Regions from separate parts of the Mus musculus genome. Here region 2 is linked to region 1. The links are chromatin contacts, called in public HiChIP or PLAC-seq maps. All regions are on one chromosome and are shown on one strand. Each heading gives the region's core, a stretch centred on a gene start, on an enhancer-like site or on the middle of the called end of the contact. The rest is flanking DNA. Distances are from core to core; before and after follow the strand shown.

Region 1 (5,842 bases), core at 1,805-4,304:
TACATGACAGTTTTAGTGGAAATCGCTGCCTATGAAGGTTCATCTACACCCAGACCATTTGTACTATGGATTGGCCTGCTGGTAGATTATATATTCAGAGCTTAGGGACCAAACTGAAGTCCTGTTACTTGTTTGTTGGATGAGAACCTTATCTGGGGCTTTTGTTTTTATCTGCGTTTATGTATATGAGTATTTTGCCTGCATGTATGCTTGTATAACACATGTGCCTGGGGCCCATGGCGGCTTAGTAGAAGGAATCAGGTTGCCTGAGACTGAAGTTACAGGCAGTTGTTACTACAATTCGAGTGCTGGGAATTCAACCTGGGTTTTCTGGAAGAGCAGCCAGTGCTTCGTATCACTGCTCGTCACCCTTATTTGTATCACCCTTATTTGGCACATCAAGATACAAGATTGGCAAGGGGCGGTGAAAATTTCCAGTAGCAGTGTGTGTGTTTGTGTATATGTGTGTGTATGTGTGTGTATATATATTTGTATGTGTGTATGTGTGTGTGTGTTGTGGTTGTGTGTGTGTGTATGTAGTGTATGTGGTAGTTTTATGTGTATGTATGTAGTGTATTCGGTGGTTTGTATGCGCGCGCGCATGTGTGTGTGTGTGTATGTGTGTGTATATATATGTATGTATGTATGTGTGTGTGTCTGTAGTATATGTGTATGTATGTGTGTGTATGTTGTGGTTGTGTGTATGTGTATGTAGTGTATGCGGTGGTTTGTGCGCGTGCGTGTGTGTGCGTGTGTGTGCGTGTGTGTGTGTGTGTGTGTGTGTGTGTGTGTGTGTGTTATAATCAGAAAGTTACCTAATCATCTTCAGTTTATTTGCCCCAGTTACTGCTGTCTGGGGACATCATATGACCTAAGTAGAACCTTTATTTTAACTTCAAAAGGATTGGAAAGTCAAAGCCAGCGGAATGAAATACAAAAGATCTAGAGTCAATTTCAGCCTTTTATTCTTTAATATAGGACCTTGGGGAAGTCTTTTAATCTAGTTGAGATGCTATTTCTTAATTGGTCACTTTAGAGCCACAGTCCCCATCGACACACACACACACACACACACACACACACACACACACACACACACGGAGGTTGTGAAGACACCATGAAGACATGACGCTTCTGGCTTGGTCTACCTATTTGTAGCTTCTCCTTTCTCCATTTAATTGTCCACATTGTCCCAGGGTCTTTGTCCAGTGTGGATCTGAACATTCAACTCTTCTAAAATTGCTTTAAAGACTGTCCGCCTTTAAAGTCAGCCTTCAAACCCAGAACAGAGGTCATACTCTGTAGCATGTTCTACCGCAACCCACTGAGCTGTGTCCTCTCTGGCTGCCCAAGTCCTTCCTGTGCCTTCCTGGTCATCTAGGTCACAGAGCGCCAGATGGAACCGGATCCTTTGTACTACCTGCCTTGGTGTGCACTTTTCTCTTACTTGCTATATCTGTCTGTCTGTCTGTCTGTCTGGTGTCCTGGCCTTACACAGTTGTGACAGTTTGTCCTAAATATAACTCTTTTGTGGAGTTGTAAGTACTGTTGAATCTTTCTCTGTTTTCCTTTTTTATATTTTATGTAAAGACTTTGAAATTTTATATGTATATGTCTGAATTTGAGTGTGTGTATGTGTGTAACTGGGAGAAAGTGGTGGTTATAAGCCACCTAACTAGGGTTCTCTGCAAGACCCCAGGTCTCCTAACCTCTGGACCGTCTCTCCAGCCGCTTTCTTTCTCTCTTTATGGACTAGAAGTCCATAAGGCCATCACTTGGGCTAGTTATGGGCCTCAGTAGGTAGAGTGTTAGTCTAGCACCACACAAATGGGTGTGATGTCACAACCTGTGGGTTCACAGCCCACTGTGGCTCACAGCCTGTGGGTTGAGACTGCTTCGGGGTCACTTATCAGATATCCTGCGGATCAGATGTTTATATTATAATTCATAACTAGCAAAATTATAGTTATGAAGTAGCAACAAAATGATATTATGGTTGGGGTTGTCACAACATGAGGGCTGGGATCGTCAGGGATCATCACAGCATGAGGGCTGGGATTGTCACAGCATGAGGGGCTGTGTTAGAGGTCTCAGCATTTAGGAAGGTTGAGAACCACTGCTCTAAAGTGAGTTGGGAGCAGGAGCAATAGAAATTCAAGTCATTTCTGTTACATAGATAATTGAAGGCCAGCCTGGAACAGGTGAGACCTCAATAGACATACACATACACACACACACACACACACACACACACACACACACACACACGTGCACACGCACAAAGATATTACTTGAAGGCATTTGGAAATATTTAAATAGTTAGTACTTGTTATATCTTTAGGTTAAAGAGAAATAATTTAAATTTAGGTTGAAATATTGTAGAATTTTAAGGAGAAAAAAAAAAAACCCAAAACCCCAGAATAAAAGTCATCTCAAAGATTTCCTAATCCTTCAAAGGTGACTTTAGTTTCTTTTAGTTGAGTGTCATTGCTTGCTTATCACATGAAAAAAGAGTTTGAAGGGCCTTTCTAAAGAGCCTGTCGGCTGAAGAGATGGTTCAGAGATTAAGAGCACTTGCCGTTCCGGCAGTACCTGCCCGGTGGCTCACAACTAACTGTAACTCCACTTCGAGGGCAGCTGATGCGCCTTTCTGGCCTTGTTAACACCAGGCCTGTCAGTGGTGTGCATGCGTGCAGACCCTCATACACATAGATTAAAAATTCTTTACAAGTTCTGTTGCTCAGATATGGTGAATGGGGCCTTCCAGAGCTTTATCCGAGGGACAAGATGCATGCGTGTTAGTTACAAACACAGTCACGTTTATGTAGACTTGCCCTGATGAAAGCCCTGTAGAATACTACATTTTAAAAAATAATAGACAACAGAACCTTTTTCATATTTGTGTTGTCTAGAGTAAATTTTAATCATAGTTGCAGTTTGGCTTTGATTCTGCACTTGGTATTTGCAAATGCTTTTCTGTTTATTTATCCCCTACACTTAGAGGCTAAGCTGCGCTTGGCTGTGTTCCCAGCTCTGATGAGTAAGCTCAGCACTTTCCTACGTGAGGGATCCTCAGTGGGGACTTGCTGGTCATTTCCCTCTTCTCACTTGCATATGGGGGCTAGGGAAACTTTCTGGAGACACTGATGGTAGTAAACTCGGTGACTTCCCTGCTTGGGGACTTCTGACAGTGCGCATCATGGCCTAACAGGGAGGGAGGCACCGTGGCCTCACATCACATCATGTATGTGACTGCAGACTAGCTTTTTAAACTGAAGTACATCAATCCACATTTATAGATGTTTTAAAGAGCACAGTTTGAAAAACTAAAAACTAAAAACTCATGTATTGTAGAATTATTATGTTCAAATGCTGTTTAAATTTTTAAATTACATTTATTTATGATTAAAGCTGTCTTCTAACCCCCACATCCACACATGCATGCCACAGTGTGCTTTGGGGAGTTGGTTCCTCTCTTCACCCACATGGGTACTGGGGCTTGAACTTAAGCTGTGAGGCTTGGCAACCCATACCTTTGCCCAGTGAGCAGTCAGTAGCCCGATTTACACTTTGTATGTGTGCGCACATGCCACGGAGGTCAGAGGACAACGTGTAGAGTTGGTTCTCTCCTTCAGCTCTATGGGTCCCTGGGGATTGAACTCAGGTCATGGGGATTGGCGGCAAACACCTTTCTCTGCTGTGCCATCTCTTTGGCAAACTTCACATACTGTTTTGAAGATTCAGAAAATTGTTCCTATGATCATTTAGAGGCCAGAAAAGTATTAGAGAATTGGGTTGTATCTGACAGTAATTTATTTTTAAAGTGTTTATTTTACTTTATGTATATGTTTTGTCTGTATGTTTGTGTACCACATATGTTCCTGGTTCCTATGTTGTACCTGAAATAAGAAGAGGGCACTAGGTGCCTGGAATGGGGTTTACTGATGATTGTGAGTCTCCATGGGGTACTGAGTCCAGGATCTCTGCAAGAGCAACCGGTGCTAAGGGCTGAGCCATCTCTCCAGCTCCTAGTAATCTAATTATTAATTAATGTAATCATTCTGTATATGCCTCTCCTATAAATAGAAAAGGAAGAAACATTACAAATATGAGCTTATTTTCCTATAGATGAAGTTGGAATTGAAATATAATTTATTTTTATTAGAAAACAGTGATGTCATTCAGATATCTTTGTTTAGCCAAATGGAGACCTTAAGGAAATTCTGGAAAAACTCAATCTTGAGATTAAAAACAAAAATGTAGTCATGTGTCAGCCTGTCTATAGCTGTATAAGTTGCAGCTATGGACAGGAGCCTCACAACCTTTATGGCCTGAACATTTCTCCAGTCTGATTGTAGATGGGGCCATTGTGGGTCTTAGAACCTACTTGAGTTATTTCTGCTTTGCACCCTTGGAAACCTCTAGAATTTTTTTAAAGGATGCTTTATAAAAACCAACCAATCAAACAACCAAACAACAAACAATAACAACAACAATAACAAACACTACAGAGCCAAAGACATCTGTGGAAGTTTTCATCAGAAAACTAGACAGGAAAGTCTAAGAAACTTGTCTATGAGCATGAAGAACTCTGTCAATGTGTGGCTGTATTGTATGGTATGGTATGGTGTGGTGTGGTATGATGTGGTATTGTGGTGTGGTGTAGTGTGGGATAGTGTGATATGGTGTGATGTGTGTGGTATGGTGTGGTGTAGTATGATGTGATTGGTGTGATGTGGTATGATGTGTATGGTATGGCATTGTATGGTATCGTATGGTGTGGTATGGTGTGGTATGGTATGGTGTGATATGGTGTGATGTGTGTGATATATGGTGTTGTATGGTATGCTGTGGTGTGGTATGGTGTGATGTGGTGTGGTATGGTATGGTGTGATGTGGTGTTGTGTGGTATGGTATGATGTGGTGTTGTGTGGTATGGTGTGGTATGGTATGATGTGATGTGATGTGTGTGATATGTGGTGTTGTGTGGTATGGTATGGTGTGATGTGGTGTTGTGTGGTATGGTGTGGTATGGTAAGGTGTGATTTGGAAAAGTGGATTAAGGGTGCTAATTGGCAGACCGTGACATGAGGAACCAGAGTTGCTTAGGGCTCCAGTGTAATCACAGGATGGGGGTGGGGGTGTTTCTGAGTGGAAGTGGGCAGGAGACAAGGTTTCAGAAGTGTTGTGTGATGAGCCAGCTGTGGAATACAGGGGACGCCACCACAAGCCGAGCCGTGCAGCCCCTAGAAGCTGGAAGAGGTGAGAAATTCATTTTCCCCTAGAGCTTCCAGAAAAGAATGCAGCCCTGTCAGCATCTTGATTTTAGTTCAGAAGGGCCTGTTTCAGAAATTTGACCTCTAAAACTCTGAGCTAATAAACGTACGTAGTGAGAAGACACGAAGTTTGTTGTAGCTGTCATAGGAAGTGAGTGTGTGCGCACACTTGACAGCTGTGCGTGTGACCATCTACACTTGAAGACAATCTCTCTTTAAACCAGTATTTTCTTAGTGCAGTTTTTTTCCCCACTCCAGTGCTGGAGATGGAACCCAGGGCACACATCTTTAGCTTAGTGCAGATTTTTAAGCCTTATAGAAGATAGCCATTCAGACTATACACTCAGCAGTGACCCAATCACAGCTTCAAATGTGAAGAAAGTACTGAAGGAAGAAACTGAAGTATGTGCTATAGCTTTAAAAAGACTTATTGCACTGACTTCTTTATTATTTGTCTGTGTGCATGCATGTGCATATGTGTACACGCATACATGCGTGTGTAAGAGTGTGTATGTGTGTGCACCGTGGCGCAGGTGTGCAGGTCAGAGAACAGCTGCCAGAGTCAG
Region 2 (5,842 bases), core at 1,683-4,182, 77 kb after region 1:
TACGAAGGCATTCTCGAATGTTTGTTCTCAGAATGACTGATTGTTCAACGTCAAAAGTCTGAGGCTGCCTTTGTTACAGAAAAATTACTCAGAGCCATAATATTTTGAACTATGTTAAACTTTATTGTTAAAATAGGTTTGTTATTTTGTCATACACATTGTAAATATAGCTAGTAATGAAGGCTTTACAAAGCAAAGTAGACCCAGTTTGACCTCATATGGAAGATGTAAATGGATTCTTTACAATGTTCTGGGCATTTTTGTGTGCCTGTGTAGTCAATGGATGGCTTGAACAGAACCATTCTGATGGGAAAATAATTTGGAGAAGAAACTTCTGTGTAATGCAATAGAATGCTCCAGAAAAGTCTTTCCTGAGTGGTGTAAAATAATGTTACTTTTTACATGAAACTCTCCCATACGGCACAACCCAGGCTGCACACATGCCATGCATGATCTGTGAAGCTGTAGACGGGCGCTGTTTGGGTGCTCACTACCCTGGGCTCTGCTTTGCACCCACCCTTCCTCCTCCACCCCTGCGCATCTCCACATCCTCACACTGTAGGGATCTAGGGCATGGGGAATGCTCACTCGCTGATTTATTAACCGAGTACACATCACTGAGGAATTTCTGTCTGCGTGTCATTTCTCATTGACTAAACTCTATTTGGAATTTAATGACAATTCCATGTTCTTTCTGCACCTCTTGGGATCTAGGTATTTCCACTGTTGCGTTCCTGTGTCTGGTAATGAGGTTCTGGAAAATAAAATGTGTTGTTGGAATGTATCCTCCTGGTTAATGGGTGTTTCTGATTTATGATGTGTGTGTGTTACGTACAATAGAAACACACGCAGGCGGCCTGTATTACTGGTTCCCATAGGACACGGACATGAACCGATCTCAGCCGTGATGTTGTGCGCTGGTCTCTCTTCCCAGCACTGTGATTAGCTGTGGGTGTGTTGCTTCAGAACTAGTAGGTACCAGCATCTCTGAGTCCTAGCTGTGCTTGTGTCTGTCTTGTAAGCTCTTCTGTGCTTTGGCTGTGAGCAGCTTCTCCGGCTGTAAACTCGCTGTCTTCCCCAGGCATCTCATCCTCTAGGAATCTGATCGCATCATTTCTCTTTTCTGCCGTGCATGCCACTTCTTTCCTTTCCCTTGGTTCGTTCTTCCTTAGTGTGGGAACGTGATCTGCCTTTGGATCTCCTGAAAAATCGATGACGTGATTATATTCACCTCAGCTTGTGGCTATGATATCTCCCCCCCCCCCCCCCACACACACACACATCTCATAATGCTCAAAAGGTCCACTTTCCCCTCTCGATGTCTTTGCCTGCTTATCTCTGATCTTGGTTCCTCCAGGTCTGAAATCACCATCTTGGTTGTCACTAACTCTCCTTTCTTAGTTCTCCTTGTGTCCCCTGAGTCACATCTATAACTATTCATAATCTCCTCCGTTACCGTTTCCGTTTTCATTTCCAGACTGCTGAGTTGACGGTGGGCTGGGAACACACAGCGAGGTCTTTCCTTAACCTGCGATGCTTTGTAGTTTTCTTCCCATAACTGCTATTTTCTCCTCCCCCTCCCTGACTCAGAGACCACCCAAGTCTAACCCCGAGATGACTCCCACGCTTGACCTGCAAATGCTTTTGCTATGATTGCTTGGTCAGGTATAGAATCAGGAGATTTTCTTAAAGCTTATTCTCATTCTCTAGCTAGCGTTTTTTCTCCAAACAGAGAGCGAGCTGACAATGGAGCGGGCTGACAATGCTAAGCAGTTGCTCTAGAAAGACTTCAACGCTTTCCCTGGGTCACCAAATGTGTCTGTCACCCGGAGTCAGTCTGTCTGGTCTTTATTGACTCACTTGCCCATGCTCTGCAGACTTGCCAGTGTGCATCTCCTAGCCTTACTGATAGGAACCTGTTCCGTTTCCCAAGTCCTTTCTTCTCATGAGTCAGAGGGGTGTGCCGCCCTTTCCAATCCAGGGCAGTGCCTCGCTTGGAATAGTCACAAAAAGAAAAAGAATTTAAAAATAAGAACAAACCCATAGAATGAATTCCGTCTCCATTTGTTCTGAGTCTGGTCACTCATGGCCTATGGCCTCTAGACCTGACTGAGAGGTCTGCCTGTTGAGTATTCTGAGGAGATGTTTGTGTTTGGGGTGAGGAGAGGTTTGCTTAGGAGTAAAACTTTATAGCTCATTAAATCCAACTTCATATTACATAAGAGAAATTGGAGGCACATAGGGAAAAGGTGATTTGCCTGAGGCGACAGAGTGAGCCAATGGTAAGCTTTGGTTCTGAGTCATTACAATAATACCTATTTGGACTGGCTCTTACAGGCTGCAGAGCATGCTGGTCCATACTCATGTCTGTGCGAGGCACACAGGAGTGATGCCACCTTTCTTTATACAGCTCAGAAGACCGAGGTCAGGATAAGCAATGACTCAGCCAGTGAGCATGGAGACCTGGCCCTAGGCTAACCTGTTTGACTTCAAGTTCAAGGCTCTTCCTGTGGTTCTCCTTGGACAATACCTCCTGTAGCTTTCCTAGAATTAAATTTGTTTTAGGTTCTTAAACATGCGTCTTTTTTTAAAAATACCTTCCCTTCAAAACCAGGAGGCTAAAAAGGAGAGTTCTGATTTATTTATTTATGCTCTAACAGCTGGGCCTAGTAAAAGCAAGGGTCACTATGATAAGCTGCTCACTGACCTCCAGGCCTCCCCCTTGAGACATGCGAGTGATTTCGCAAACCCCCTTACCTTAGCTGGTGGGGCAAGGTCTGTAGCTCCTGTTGTTGCTGCCCCAATGCTTATGTGAGTGCTTCTTGTCCCTGTGATTTCTTAGGGCTCAGGGAACTTCAGAACACGGGGCTCTGGGAGGTCAGGGGAAGTTCATGAGCCTTTCTGGGACAGCTCCTAAGGTGTGGCCTCTTTCTCCTGAAGAGCTTTCAAGGGACAGGAGCTGAGCTACCAGCACACACACATCACTGCTGAGCAAGCTGAAGTGTGGCCAGGCCACACGGACATGGCATGTGAATACTTGACCAGTACTAAGTTTCAAAGACCCGGTAGTGTTTTAGGATTGAAAGCAAGGTCTTGCACGTGTGTCTTGGTTTGGAGTAGTTATATGTTGAAGTGATATAATATTTTGTATATAATAGTTTTTTTCTTTTTATTCTTCTAAATGTAGCTATTTGGGAAATTTAAATTATAAGATTTATCTTACATTTAAGTTGCCCAGTGCTGGCCCAGAGGCAGACCTCCCTTCCCTTGATAATTCTAAGAGACTTTTTTTTTTTTTATTCATCACAATCATTTGTAGAGACTTAAATGGTGTCTTGGCCTAGCAGAGGTTCTCTTACCAATTTTATAGAACTCCCAGTTAATTAGTCTCTCGTGTGCGAGTCTTGTATTGTAAATGAAGGTTGAGTTTGATTTTTATGTCTGGTCAAGCAAAACTGAAAAACTTGTTATCCAAAAGATAAAAGCCTAATAGGGGATCTAAACCTGTCATGCCATTATTGAAGAAGCGTTTCCAGAGGACAGTGGTGTGAGGCTAATGCTGTCATTTCTTCTAAGGAGGTGCAAGAGGGCTTGAGTTTCTGTCTTGCTTTCTCCAGAGTGCTGGCTCTGTCTGGGGAAGGAACAGTGGACGTTTGGCTGCTGGGATGGTGAAAGGCTGCATTGACAATGTGGATTTATGAAGGTCGGGTTTCACAGTGGAGAGGGAAGGGTAGGTGGCTCTTTCAGCAGCGATGACCACTGAGCTGTGTGAAATGAACCTGTCCCTGTCCCCACCACACTCTTTCCAGTAGCCCAGGTGGTTGTACAGCTCAGTGACAGAGATGGAAAAAAAGGGAGGGGTAGGATTAACATACTCAGAAAAAGTAAAGCTCCCTGAAAAATTAACTTCGAGATAATTTTTTGAGACAGTCTCATTATGTACAGTAAATAGCCGTATTTGGCCAGGAACTCATTGAATAACTAACTCAACTTCAACTAACCTTCAACTTTTGTGCCTCCTGCTTCAGCTTCCGCGTGCTAGGATTATAAATCTGAATAGCCACACCCAACTATAACAAGAGAGCTCGAGAACATGATATTTAGTAGAATTTCTATAATAGAAAATATCGGTATATTTGGAGTATAAAGTAAAACCTTACTTATAAAATATTAATATGGACCAATATTTCAATTTAGACATGCACACAAATGTATGTATTCATTCATACATATTAAGTAAAGAGTACTTTATTAATATAATAGTATTATAATGCAAAAATCATTTGCATTTGTAAAACAAATTTGTAAAAAAACAGAATATCAAAAACCTAGTTGAACTATGGATAAAGTATGGAAATAGAAAACATTGTAAAAAGAAAAGATCTGTTTAATCTCATTAAAAGAAATGCAAATTAAATAATATGAAATAGCTTCTCTCATCTACTAGAGACTTGAACAGTGACTAGTGAGGATAATATTCATGAAACAAAGTGGTAGAAATTGAGATTTCTTTGGGGTGTGATGCACCTATTTTCTTCAAAAGTTTTTAGATGTACACATTTGTATAACAGTTTGAGTTTTAGGAATTTGCCCCGTAGATATCCTGCTACAAGCATGTCAACAGTATAGAAAATAATAGCATTTCCTCTCTATAGTGGAGAGCCATGCTTCTTCCGGTGGCCATGGGAAGATGCTCAGGGCTGTTAGGTAACAGTGTGCTTTGCCTGGACTCATCTGCAGTCCTGAGATTAGTGAAAAGGATGCATATGTGGCAGTGTTATCTCAAATTTATAAATAGTGAAGCTGTAAACTGTTAAACATAAATGTGTTGGGAAGAGACACAGGCATAGATCTTTGATGTTTTATCCCACAATATTCTATGCCATGTGCTTCATTCTTAAAGATGACTAATTACCTTCTTGTTCTTTTGAGATGGAACTCTCAGTCTGTAGTGCAGGCTAGCTTGGAAATCACTATGTAAACTGGGCTGGCCTTGAACTTGTGACATATCTCCTTCCGGAGAGTGCCTGCCTTCACCCCAGTGCCAGAATCACAGATGCCAGCCACCAGGACTGGCTGGTTAACTACTTTTATGATATATTTTAAAAGTTTTAACTGCCTTTGGGAAGAAAAAAATGTTCAGTAATACTCTACTCTAGTGGATTATAAATTAAAATAGTATTCCCTCATACCTTCTGTCAGCGCTGTGTAATATCCAAAAGCTAGAGACTTACTCTTGTATAAAAGTTCTTATGAAGTAGTGACTACCAAAACTATTTCCCTTTTGGGGGGGTCAGGGTGGGTGTTTTATCTTAATTAATGTTATTTTTTATCAGTATTTCTCTCTGAGTTACTTGAGGATCTTCCTCAAAAACATAAATAAGAAGGCTGGAAAGACAGCTCAGTAGCAAAGAACTCGCCCGGCACGTATAAGGCCCTGCACTCTCAATCCCTGCCACTACAAAAGTTAATAAATTAGTAAAATAATAAGAAAAAAATGTAAAAGCTCATGAGAAGTTTAAGATCAGGAAATCTCTTTGCCTCCTTCCGCTTAGCCCTAGAACGCTTGAGTTGTACTGTGTGTGCAACTTAAGCCTTATGTGAGGTCCTTATCACAGGCTGGATGGAAGGTCTTGTAGGGCTTGGGGTTGTTTTGCAGGTCATGAGTGCACTTTTAACTTTAAAGGTCACGTCGAGGTAAATGTCAGAGGAAGCCCCCTGGTAAATGTCAGAGGAAGCCCCCTGCCCACTGAGCTCAAGCAGGCATTCTTAAATTTTATCAAAATTCCATTAAGAGCTGTCAAATCCTTGGCTCCCTGTAGTTACAAAGGTTGAGGAATAC

The links. HiChIP or PLAC-seq counts read pairs in DNA pulled down with a chosen protein or histone mark.
Region 2: a contact with region 1 is called in an HNF4G HiChIP or PLAC-seq map of pancreatic cancer cells. The contact joins two enhancer-like sites. A contact is called at or near these places in 6 of 484 Hi-C or Micro-C datasets (B cells, the G1E-ER4 cell line, Th1 cells and 2 more), 2 of 115 datasets of contacts at active chromatin or transcription factors (embryonic stem cells and pancreatic cancer cells) and 1 of 9 other capture datasets (adipose tissue).

What each region holds. Positions count from the first base shown.
Region 1 is chr8:61,262,542-61,268,383 of GRCm38.p6, forward strand. The region is part of intron 2 of Sh3rf1 (SH3 domain containing ring finger 1); the gene reads left to right. Among named protein-coding and RNA genes, the nearest start is that of 1700001D01Rik, 23 kb to the right of the region's middle. Within about 2 kb of position 3,055, at least 58 of the 459 cell types and tissues checked have an H3K27ac peak or open chromatin away from gene starts, as enhancers often do. A contact at or near this core is called in pancreatic cancer cells, where this site is marked.
Region 2 is chr8:61,339,904-61,345,745 of GRCm38.p6, forward strand. The region is part of intron 4 of Sh3rf1 (SH3 domain containing ring finger 1); the gene reads left to right. Among named protein-coding and RNA genes, the nearest start is that of Gm40499, 42 kb to the left of the region's middle. Within about 2 kb of position 2,933, at least 63 of the 459 cell types and tissues checked have an H3K27ac peak or open chromatin away from gene starts, as enhancers often do. A contact at or near this core is called in pancreatic cancer cells, where this site is marked.